Linked DNA regions of Mus musculus: region 1 is linked to region 2. Evidence: chromatin contacts called from public HiChIP or PLAC-seq data. All regions are on one chromosome and are shown on one strand. Each heading gives the region's core, a stretch centred on a gene start, on an enhancer-like site or on the middle of the called end of the contact. The rest is flanking DNA. Distances are from core to core; before and after follow the strand shown. Region 1 overlaps Cadm1 (cell adhesion molecule 1). Region 2 overlaps Cadm1 (cell adhesion molecule 1).

The links. HiChIP or PLAC-seq counts read pairs in DNA pulled down with a chosen protein or histone mark.
Region 1: a contact with region 2 is called in an HNF4G HiChIP or PLAC-seq map of pancreatic cancer cells. The contact joins two enhancer-like sites. A contact is called at or near these places in 27 of 484 Hi-C or Micro-C datasets (the AML12 cell line, the HL-1 cell line, LSK cells and 17 more), 4 of 115 datasets of contacts at active chromatin or transcription factors (bone marrow-derived dendritic cells, embryonic stem cells, microglia and 1 more) and 2 of 9 other capture datasets (embryonic stem cells and liver).

Annotation. Positions count from the first base shown.
Region 1 is chr9:47,683,720-47,689,585 of GRCm38.p6, forward strand. All of the region lies in intron 1 of Cadm1 (cell adhesion molecule 1), which reads left to right. Among named protein-coding and RNA genes, the nearest start is that of Gm10677, 130 kb to the right of the region's middle. Within about 2 kb of position 4,037, at least 25 of the 459 cell types and tissues checked have an H3K27ac peak or open chromatin away from gene starts, as enhancers often do. A contact at or near this core is called in bone marrow-derived macrophages and pancreatic cancer cells, where this site is marked.
Region 2 is chr9:47,581,609-47,587,818 of GRCm38.p6, forward strand. All of the region lies in intron 1 of Cadm1 (cell adhesion molecule 1), which reads left to right. Among named protein-coding and RNA genes, the nearest start is that of Cadm1, 54 kb to the left of the region's middle. Within about 2 kb of position 1,388, at least 29 of the 459 cell types and tissues checked have an H3K27ac peak or open chromatin away from gene starts, as enhancers often do. A contact at or near this core is called in bone marrow-derived macrophages and pancreatic cancer cells, where this site is marked.

The DNA of each region.
Region 1 (5,866 bases), core at 2,787-5,286, 100 kb after region 2:
ATATAGATTTAGTTAATTTTTTGAAAGTATGGGACACAGAATAAATTAGCTAGCTCACTCTTTTCTGAATCACGGTGCCTTTCTGTTTGATGGTTGCATGCATTTGACCTGAATGTGCTGTTGTATATAAAGCCCAACAGCCATAGCCTCTTGACAGGGTGGCCAGATGCATGCAGAATTCTCGGGGCTCCTCTGTCCCCATGGCTGTCTTCTGCCCTCTTTCTCTACCCTTCTCCTCCCCCCGCCCCATCTCTTATGATACATAGCCACTGAAGCACTTTATCTGGACTTCATGACTCTTGGTCAGTAACACTCATTTGCCATGGTATATATATAAGGCAACAAAATCCTCTAAAATTAATCATCAGGCTTGCAGCTTTGACCTTATTACCATGAGTGGCCTGCACGTAGTTCTGTAGACACCTGCAAACTGAACACACACAGAATCTGTAGTCCCAGGCTGATGGCCCTACCCAAAACAGTGAAGTCAGGAGGAGAGGGAGGAGGAGGCCGTGCCATCGAACCTCCATCATCCTCTATGTCAGGCACTTGAACTGCGTTCCCTTTAAGCAAGCCAGATGACACAAGGTTTTGCGATTTTGGATTAGTGTGAGAGTATGAAATGGCTCCCCTTTCCTTCCAGGCAAAAATACCAACAGAATCTTAAAGTGCTAATTTCATTTCATGGCTTTCGGGCTTGAAATATGGGCTCAAACCGGAACTGTGCATTAGTCAGCTGAGGCACACACGGTTCTTTTGACAATGCTAGTTATTATTTCACGACAGGCATTTACTTTATGTTGTCTGCTGTCTCCATCCCAAAACTAGCCATTGTTTGGGGAAAGAATCGGTTGGAGTGTCATGATCCTGTCCCCAGACAAGTCTTGCTATTTTATGAGTATAGACACTGTGCAATAAAGAGAGCTTTATTGAGAACAGTCTTGCACATGAAATGTAATCTGGATGAATATTTAAAAAATGAATAGGTTTATATTTTAGTTTTGATTTTTAAAGTATATATATATATATGTATATGTATATGTATATATATATATATATATAGACATCCCAATTACCTTGTCTTATCTCCATTAAATTTAATCTGTTCTTATTGGGATACAACTAAATTTTTGTTACTCACATGGACTTAGGAAGGAGTGACATATACAGTTAACAAATAAATACAAAATGAAATTGAATATAACCGTCTTGATGTGCAAAGGAAGATGAGTGGAAGAGAGAGTTGATTGCATGTCTGGAAGCATATCTGGCTGATTTATGTCCTAATTTTAGTACTGAGTTTCCTTTGTAATAGTAAAATGTCACATTAGCATGTCCCTTTTAATAATCTAATATGCTACCAGTGACAATAAATACATGCACCAAGTCTAGCTCAAGGTATCTCTAACTTCACAGGCCCGTGACCCTTCCCCGTGTAGTTAAATCACCCAGATGACCCTGCTGTCATATATTTTTAATTGTAAAGCACTTGAAATTAATCATGTTTTATTTCTTTTTAAATAAGCGCCTCAAGTGCAGCGGTGCACAGTTTTGCTCACGGCACTTATCCACTCTTAAAGAAAATTAAAGATCGGAAAGGGTCTGTGTCTCAGAGGCAGCAAAGCCATCCACACAGGGAAAACACAGCAGAAGGAAACGATGCATGCATGCTAGGCCTACACCCAGTCTCGTGCCCGTGCACTGAGTAAAAATTGAGGTCGGTGCATGAAACAAAGTAGAAACATTTTAAAGTATTACCGCAAGTCATCAGTGGTCATAACCCAAGGTCTTGAGGACCTCAGTGAGGGCGGAGGTTTCTTCCACTCTGGGAGGCAACAGAGTGCCTTTCATTTAAACTACGCACAGCTAATCTTTAGGAGAATTGGACTCTGGCTCCGAACTAATTATGATTTACAGAAATTGATAATTTGTCTTCGGCATGTGTCTGCAGGAAGAAATTACTATTAAATTTGATTAACAAATGACAGATTTCAGCCCAGTAATTTACCATCTTTATTAGCAAACTTAGAAAACTTCTCAGTGCCATCCTGGTAGTTCATCCTGGAATACCATGGATACCTACACCCTCGGCACGGAGCTACCTTCCTGTGAACAAACACATCTCTGTGTGGTTTGTCTTCTCCATCCTCAGGCACGGTCCATGTGTTCAAGCTGATTTCCCATGAGAGGTGGAACTTAATAATATGTAATTAACTTCCCAAAATGAAGGATCTGGCCTTCCAAGTACACTCTCCACGGGCTCCCTCGGAATATTGAGGCGTATGCAAGAGGAGGCTGTGCTTCTGCAGCCACCTCAGTTTCTCACACTCCACTCTGTCAAACAAATGTTTTTCCTTCTCTCTGAAACAGATTGCAGACCATCCATTTGTTTAAAGCTGAGTCTTAATATCCAGTTGACACTGCGCGTGACTTAGGAGCCTCTTTTGCAGGCTCATAATTGAGACGTGAAACTGTTGTAACATGGCAGCAAAGTGGGGTATTAAAACGTTTCTCATGCGAGTAACATGATTATTTCTAAGTACACTAACATCCATGTTTTTATATAGTTGAGAACATATTCCATTGGACTAAGCAGTCTATTGGAATCATCACTGTGGTAAAAAAAAACAAAATGCCCTTTTATGTTCTCCTATCAGGAGAACCTTCTTGTATGTGAAAAGGGGAAGTTGAGAGGCTGGAGAGAAGGCTCCTCAGGGGTTAAGATCATTGCTACTCCTGCACCCATATCCACAGTTTGCAATGGTTTGTAACCCCAGTTCCAAGAAATCTGACACCCTCTTTTGGCTTGTATGGGCACCTGCACATACATGGTACACATCTGTATTCTGGAGCAGTGCACATGTATGTAAAATAATTCATAAATAAATATTTTAAAAGATAAATTCAATAGCTGGTTTCTAATTTTATTTCATATCTATCAATGTTTTGCCTGCATGTGTATCTGTGTACCATGTGTGTGCATGGTAACCTAGGAAGTCAGAAGAAGGTGGTGGATCCCCTAGGAGCTAAAGATAGTTGTAAGTCCCTCTGTAAGTGGTGGGAATTGAACCTGTGTCCTCAAGAAGAGCAGGTAGTGCTCTTAAATGCTGGGCCATCTTTCCAGCCCCCAATTAGCCTTTTAAGGAACTAGAAGCAACGCTTAATTTTATAATGATGTGAAATAAATGTTCTGTTATCTAATAGTTCACCAGCAAAGTCTGCAGTAGCCTCCTTTCTCAAGGATGCAGCTTGTGTGTGATGCTAATATTCAAATGAACCTGCCACAGTGAGTGATGGGAGGTGCTAATAACTCCGAGTGGGGAGATGAAAACAACATATTGCACACACCTGCTCTCCGCCTCATGTCAGCCTCATCATATCACTGAATGAGTGAGCTGAATGAGGGGAGTCAGAGGCCAGACAGCAGCAAGACACATGTCCTTGGATCTGGAAGCCTCACTGTCACTGTGGTCCACTCTTGACCTTTGACCCAGGGATGCAAAAGAAGGCAGAGCCCTTACAGCAGTGTTTCCTGTGGGGGTATTGGCAATGCTGAGTGTTCTATCAACCCCTGATTTCAATCTTTCTTAGTACTGCGTTGGGCATGGGTGTTTATGTACTAATTTTGTTTAATAGTCTCCATCTTGTTTTGTCTCTTTGTATTTCTAGTGTTCTTATTAAAGTAGGATGGTCAGTAATCTAATCAGGCAGAAGGGAATGCTTTAAGCAGGTAACTGACCGTTGTTGCTGAAAATGGTCAGGATTCTAGAGAGAAACAAGTTAGCAACAAGCTAGACAAAACCCTGGGATGGACCATGAGGCAAACCCTTATAAAGGATGATAGATTTTAGAGAACTGCAGATAGCTCGTGCAGTTCACCCAACAGAAACCTTCTCCTAGCAACTTATGTTCATTTAAAAGCTAAGGACACATTGATGTCCAGCCCAGGAATGCACTGAATGAGGCTCCTGAAATGTCTGTCATCTGTGGGCTCCTGAAGCCCTCCAGACTTGTTTGCTTATTCTCGCCCTGTCATTCTTTGTCATTTCCTAAACATCGTCCTTTGAGTACAAGCCAAACCATGTAAAGGTAGCAAAGTGAGTCACTTGAGGACCAGAAGGATGTGTAACCAAAGTGGACATTTGAAAGATGACTGCATCCGCTGTCTTCCCTGTTCTGAAAGCAAACTGAAGAAGATCTCCGAGAAGAGGAACTTTGAGAGAGAATGAGATTTATACAGAAGGGTCCACAGGGTTTGGGATTACTGTGGAACCACAGCGACCCTTAGGCATTGCATAAGCTAAAAAGAATGGACACTCCCAAAACCCAATGAACAAAGTATCTTCAGCTTAATGTAGTTCCAGGGAATCACTTGGATGCATCTATGATTTTTCTTTTCAATTCAGAGTCTCAGAAGTCAAGTTGAACCACCAACAAAAATGGAGTGAAGAAATGTTTGAACACCTTGGGGGGCGGGGGAGAGCAAGAAAGTCCTTGATAGGGGAAAGAGCACTGAAGTCTTGCTCTGACAAGTGGGACCCCTGCCACTAGGCTCTGTCAGCCCAGAGTGCTTCTGGGAAGACCACTAACAGAACGAGCAGCCTGTAAACATGAGCAAGTTAAGGACTCGCCAGCCCCGTGGTTAGGAGTGGAAGTCAAGCTAAAGATTAAAGACAGCTTGACAAAATCCTACATGCAATCCAGCTGGGCTTTACACATTATGAGATGTGGTCGGACAGAATGAGGGTGTTTAAAAAAATGATTGCTATTATGCAGCTGGAGGGCAGCGGGCTGAGCTGGGCGTGTGCCAGGGGAACTTGTGCTGCTTGTGTAGATAAACTTGCAGGGCTTCGGCTTTCAACCCCGTCCACTGCTTTCTGTCAGCCTCTCTTAACCTTGTCCTGTCCCTTGCTGAGCCCTGACATTTTCAGTGCAGGAGAAAATCGTGTTAAATTTATGTATGAGGAGGGGTACGCCTGTGTGTGTTGCTAGACTCGGATTTTAAGTGTTTGGGCTCTTTTGATTAGTTCTGCCCTTGGTTTATTTTGTAGTCACAGAGGAACTTATAAACCAGTGTTGAGTAAGAGTCTTGGTGCAGCTTCCCGTGTTCTTGGTCAGCACGGGAGCAGGCCTTCGTGGGGGCTCTGCGGAAGAACCTCGGCCCTCTGAGAAAGCCAGGTGAGCTCATGCTGTTTGCCTAAGCCTGCTGGAGCCCACACTCGTGTTTTTGGTCAGTGACTTAACAGGGATTTTGTCCAAGACTTTGTTTGATGAAAGAATTACAAAATGGATGATGTTAAGTTCTGATGGAGACTTGTGAGCACTGGACTTGGGAAGGAGGATTTGGACCAGACTGTACAACATCTGGGGCAGCTATCAGAGGACAGTATATTCTCCTTTTCCCTTTAGACAGGTAGTGGGATGTCGCTGAGGATGACTGAGAGGTCCAGAAGCCATGTGAAAGAGGGATACCTGTGTCAGAGTTGTCAGGCAGAGGGCTGTTGCAGTGGACTAGGAGTGTGAGCAATGGTTTCTGTTAGCCAGTCAGTAGTAGTCTTGGGAGAACCATAGGTGTTGCCTCACATCCCAACTCCCAAATACATGTCTCAGGCTCATTGAAGTGGTATGATAGGAAGGATCATAAAGTCGTGTCTGTGTTCCTTTCAGACGGGAGGTAAAGAAGATGCTCTGTAATCCATTAGTGATGTCTGCGATGGGTGGGGATGGTGGCTCCTCTCTATGGAGATGTTACCCCTGATAGACATACCTCAGCAACACTTAAGAGAAGTTTTAAGGATTAGTGGCTGACTAAATATGGTGGGGAATCGGGAAGTTTGGAGGGATATTATGATGGCTAGTACTGAAA
Region 2 (6,210 bases), core at 138-2,637:
GATCTTCTGCTGACTCCACTGCAGTTTTCCTTAAATTCCTCTGCTTTGTGTTGTGTCTCTGGGAGCCATTCATCTTTGTCACCCGCTCTACTTCTGCTATTTTTAGCCCGGTGCCAAAGACCTTACAGCTTCCTCAAGCTAAGGCTAAAGAATTAAGATCTGTTGTAAACAAAGCCTCACCCAGCCCCCCTTCCTCTTTCTTCCTTCAGGTGTTCTTTGGAATCAAGTTTACTCTCTTAGAACCTGGAGTACTCTCTAGGAGAGAGGGAGGGTCTTAGTCAGTTTTGACTCCAGAGACTTTCCTCCTTCGTAAGAACATCCTAGAAGAAAGGAACACTTGGTTGTTTTTTGTTTATTTGTTTGGATTTTTTGTTTTTGTTTTGGAACCTATTTTCACATGTTAAAGCATAAAACAGTAAAAAAAATTTTTTTTTGGCTTGTGAGTCATATCTGTGAGTTCATTTAGGCATGTTCTAGTGTTTGTTTAGCTCAGTCAGTTACTGTAGCATTTAACTTCGGATTTCATTGCCATAGGCTCTCGTGTGGGTTAAGTACCTTATGACTGGTGTCACTGTTGGCCACCTCTGGGAAAACACTGTTCCAGGCACATACTCTCTGAGTCCTTATCCTTTTATGATGCCTGTGTTTATAAAACCAGACTAACCAGACAAGCCACAGCGTAACTTAACTGTTCAGTTTTGCAGGGCTAAGCCTTACTAGCAGGCTATCAGGCAAAGTAGTGGATGCCCATGGTTGTTTTTACCCCTTGAAGAGAATAGGGGTGCTCACTCAGCCATTTCTTCCACCCCTCAAGTCCCTTGTGAGGCAGAGGCAGAGGCAGGAAGATCTCTGTGATCTCTGAGTTGGGAGCCAAGCCTGGTCTATATAGTGAGTTCTGGGCCAGCCAAAGGTCACATTGTGAGACTTTATCTCTGCAGTTTAAAAAAAAAAAAGGCTTGGAGACTGAAATGGGGTAGATATTTTCCGTGATGGCAGAATTCACAAGTGTAAACTTTGTACCTATTTTTTTTTAAAGATGAAGAAAACGTATTGTAAATTATCATTTTTTTTATTCCACTCTTCCAAGTTGAGTTTTGCCTCATTTTATTTTTATCTCTCCATCGATGTTTGCAGGGCTGCCTGTTTCCCCCAAGTGTTAATGTAAACACATTTTCTTTTGAGACAGATCAGCTCACTTCCCTCTGGAAATCCTTGCCTATGATGTGGTAACCCTCAATATAACTCTCCGGCCCGAATGACATTTCATAACTGTGTACAAATCAAACAGACTGTTGATATTAAATGACAACATTTAATGCCTATGTCAACAATTCACTTAAGTCTCATTTCATTAAAATACTCTTGATCTGGGAGCAGCCGCTCGTCTGAGTAGATAAAGCCCTTGACTTTCACCTCTCGTTTCCAGGTGAAAGTGTAGCTAGCTGGTGAGCTGTTAGCTGTTAGTCAGGTGGATTTTATAGGTTCTGGCCTGGGGGATTGGAACAGAAATCTAATTCTTATGATCAGGGGAAACCCCAGGTTGCCTGGTCAAGAACCAGCGATTCCCTTACCCCCACTTTATTTCCTGTGTCATTTGATTCCCACATCCAAATTTTAATTTTAAGCAAGGAACTAACATAGTTAAGAAAGTTAATGTCGTTTGCTTGAATTATATGTCCTTTCTTTTTTGTTTTTTTGTTTGTTTTTTAAACAGCAGCCACAGTTAGTTTCAAGTCTTTTACTCTTAATTGACTAATCAATAAATCAATTTGGGGACAGGGATTTTGTAGCTCTGACTGGCCTCTCGACCTTCTTATCTGAGGTTGACCTTGAACTTATGACCCTCCTGTCTCTACCTCCCATGTAATGATGGGATCGCAGGCATGAGTAGCACACCTGTAGTGTTGGATTGGCTTCCTGGCTTTCTTCAGGTTTTCTTCTTGGAAGTTTGAGAGCATTTTAGTTGGTGGATGCCTCCTGCAGACTCTTGACTCTCTGGGGAGAGCTGGTTCTCCCGCAAAAAAAAAAAAAAATATATATATATATATATATACACACATATATATATATATATATATATATATATATATATATATATATATATATATTGATTAGTTAGTTGGTTGATAGTGTTTGTGTGTGTGTCTGGGTGTACACATGTGTACCACATGCCTGCAGGAACCTTTGGAGGTTAAAAGGGTATTGGGTCCTTTGGCACGAGGTTATAAGTGGTTGAGTCCTCCTGTGGCTGCCAGGAGCTGAACCTGGATCTCCTGCAAGAGCAGTGAGTACTCTTAACTGCTGAGCCATCTCTCCAGCCTGGGGGATTCTCTCTTCCCCGTTTCCTGACTACAATCCTAATTTATGTGACAGTCTTTTATACACATTGAGTCCTCTGACTCCCTGTAGTTTAGGAAAGAAGGGCAGCCTTGCTAGGAACCTTCTCCTAGGCTGAAATGATCAAGGGTGGAGTTTCCTGCATTTCCACGTCAGGAGTTCTCCTGTCTTAGATGAAGGCAGTAAGTAGTCTCTGCCTGTAAGTGGCCAGCTTGGATATTTGAATAAAAAGAGTATTATCTATCACAAACACAGTTGCTGCTGCTCCTTTGAAGGTCTCATCCTGCTTCAGGCCCTGGTCCTGGCCACCCAGTAAATCTTTCTGCCTTGTACCTCCTGTATTGTGATCCCTCATCAAGTTCAGGGTAATAGAGAGGGAGGATTAATCTGTTGTCCAAGAGATTGGCATCTCCGAAAGGCCACAGCGAGAAAACACTGGCATTTTGCTAGATATTTATATACTTTGATAAACAGGGCAAAACTCTGAAATAAATGACATCCTTTGCCTCAGTTAAGCAGTGTCATTCGAAATAAGTGACCGTGTGTGTGGCTTCTTTCAGGGCCTAATAACATAGGGAAGGCAGGTAATTAATACAACCAAGATGACAGTGGGCTGTAATTGTCAGCACACTATGGAAGTCAGGTACCTCTTTTCCTTCTCAGTCTGGAGAATTGCTCCAGTATGGGAGTGGAGAAGACAAAGGGTACGATAGCAGTAGTTTCATTTCTAGACGATTCTGAAAGCTATTTAAAAGTCAGTGCAGGGTGTGCTTCACAGAAGCAATTTCATGGCTCCTTTAGGTTTTTTTGTGTAAACCCAGATAACCAAAATGTTAGCCCTGATTGATTATTGAAAAGGAAGGAGTTACATCAAAGGTGTGTTGAAGCCTGGGTGTAGGATAAAGGCTCTGGGGCTGGGGTCAGGAGCCCACACTAGTCTGTGTTCTTTCATAGAGTCTCAGTTGTGATTGGGAATGTAAGGGGCATCAGAAAGATGCTCGTTATTTGAGGACTGTTTCTGAACTCGAACTGTGCTAGCCTTGGATCCCATTCACACTCACTGGCTCTGATGCCGTTTTCCAGTCCACGTGATCAGTTTGGAGCTTCAGCATAATTTTATTTCTGCTTCACAGTTCTTAAAATCCTGTTTGGAAATGTCATTAGGAGGATAAGGGATGTAATGAAAACTACATCTCCTCATGTACCAAATCAAAGTGCATAGTTATGGAGCGGGCTATCTATACTGCACAACAGTTAACAAAATGAATTGGCCGCTTCCTGCATTTGAAGTTGCATAGTGGAAAATTCAATGAAACATTCAATAACTGGAAAGATCACATCAGAACCGAAGGCTCATTTAGCTGGAGTCCCCCCACCATATTATAAGGGTGAATGTTCGGTTTAGAACCAGGCAGAAAAGCTGTGAATGAAGTTAAGGATTGTGGGAGGCCTGGAGGTGGAAAGATAAGTTAGAGGCACTGTGCCTGGAAACCCAAGTTGGGATGCCAGCAGAAGGAAACTGACAGAAAGACGGGCCTCTGGGGACCAGTATTTTATAAGAATGGCGCTCCTGTCAGTACCTTCCATTGGAGGCTGAAAGTTATTTTTCGAAACTGTCATCTGTCAGGCTCTTCCCTAGGGCAAAAGACCTCAGGTTAGTGGTTGAACTTGCTTGGACAAATCCAGTGAGTCTGCCCAATCCTCACGTTGTGTAGAAAGACACAGAATGTGGTGAAAGGGGACTTTTTTCCTCCATAGTTGGTAATAGTGGGGATTTATTCTGTAAGTAAACGAATTGAATATGTGAATGAAAATATAAATGACAAAGCTTGCTGTTTTTCTGGAGGAGTTTCACTTGCCGTGAAGAGATTTGTCATGAACTTGCATGAACAATGAAAAATAAAATCCAGCAAAACTTATACTTTCAGGCACATGTGGTTGTGCGCATGTACGTGATTGCGGTTGCCTATAACATAATGAGGCTGTTAAACTCACTAGAATGGGCAAAACCGTAAAGTTAAGCTGCTTTAAAATATTGCTGTCACACACTGGCTTAGCAGAATCCATGTTTTCTTATAAAACACGGAGAACACTGTGAGATGGCATTGTAAGGAAATGCACCTTGCTACCCTAAGCAGTAGGCACACCTTTTCAGAATGCAAATGTGCAGGACCCAGCGGGGCAGCGTACACATTCCTGAGTTTTCTTCCTCTGAGTTTTAAGTAGGTTGGTGGTATAGAAAGGGGCTGCGTCTGATTATGACTCTTTCAGGGGGAAAACTGTTTCACCAGACTGACCTTAAGTCCAAAATGGAGAGTAATTCAAAGCCCCAAGGGGGCTTAAGAAATGAAGGTAGCTTATTGGTTTTGGCAGCCAAAGGGTTGGCTGGAAAGACCATTGAGCCCCTTAGTTGACAGACAATGCTGACAAGCTGAGCCGAAAGCCTGTGTGCCATAGCAAGCGCAGTCATTATTTTCATTGGCAGAGTGTATTGCTCACAGTTTTGGGTAGTCTGTCCATTTTGTCAGTAATTTAATCTAGGTCGGAAAAGGCATGTGGTATGAACTGCTATTGTCACACATCCCCGCAGGCATACCTGGCAGGTTCCATTCCAGCTTTTAATGAGGAGCCTTGCTTTATGCTGGGGTCCTGCTGGTGCCTTGCAATATCTTTTCTGGGGTGTTTTAAAATGGAAGTTAGGTCTTAAATCGAACAAGGTGTCTGCAGGAAAGTTAATAAGACCCCCCTCCACCCCTACCTTGTTTTCTGCTCCTTGTAAATTTGATAATTAGGGAAGATTTTGAGACAGACTAAAGTATAGACGACACAGGATCATGTCTAAGGGAGTGGCTCTTTTTCCGGGGGTAGAATACCCTGATTTACAATCAGGATGTTGAAGATGGAAACTTTACACATTCAAAATGAGCTGTATATTTGCTGTAGTTTGATTCCATGGTTGGCGCGTCATAAGGTAAGACATGACACTGCGCATCATGGCGTTTTATACTCCTGCCCCAGGAATTAAGCTGGCACGCTTACAGTAGGGGCATGTTGATTCTGTGCTCTTGGGACGAATCCCATTCTTGTCCTTTCTTCTCTTGAGTCTTCCTTACGCCTCACTTTCTTGCACCAGCTGTTCTTGTCTGGGATTTCTGTGATTTCATCTTAGAATTGCAAAATGAAAATGGTTGCTTGAATGTAATCCTTTTGTATATGTTAACAGTTTTTAGGATACTCTTGGAAATATTCTTGGAAAGAAAATGCAGGCATTTTCATGTTTTGGCGTTCTTTTATTTTCATGCATTTTTAGATCAACTGAGGAATGTGCAGGAATTTTTTAGTCTGCATGCTGAATTAGTGAACAATTAATTGGGAGGCACTCCCCCTGCCCCAGTCAGATTTTTGGCAGCAACTGTTAGGGTGCCTTTTTCTTTATTCATTCTCCGTTTATAGAGGGTTTTTTTGTGTAGGAATTGTTTGTTCTTGTGGTCAACATAAGGATGAGAAAGGGGTTGCTTTTAAGAGTAAAGAAGACAGGAACTCAGTCACTTACAATTATTCTAACGATGTGCTGTTCATTGAGCATTAACCATATTCCAGGTGATAACCTAGGAATTATTAATCTATGTCTCTTCCAAAGGGAGAAATCAGACTGAAACAGAACAGGGACACTGAACATGGAAAACATAAGAGCTTGTTAACTGCAACAAGGTATTATTGGACTAATGAGATTGGCCAGTATAAAAAAGAGACTAGCACTCTAAAGAATAGCAAACACAAGAGGCCACCGCTGCCCAGGTGCTGAACTAGATAAAGCACAGAGAGAAGCCATGGCCGACTGCAGTCCAGACCACTGTGGGAGCGGCTGCAGCT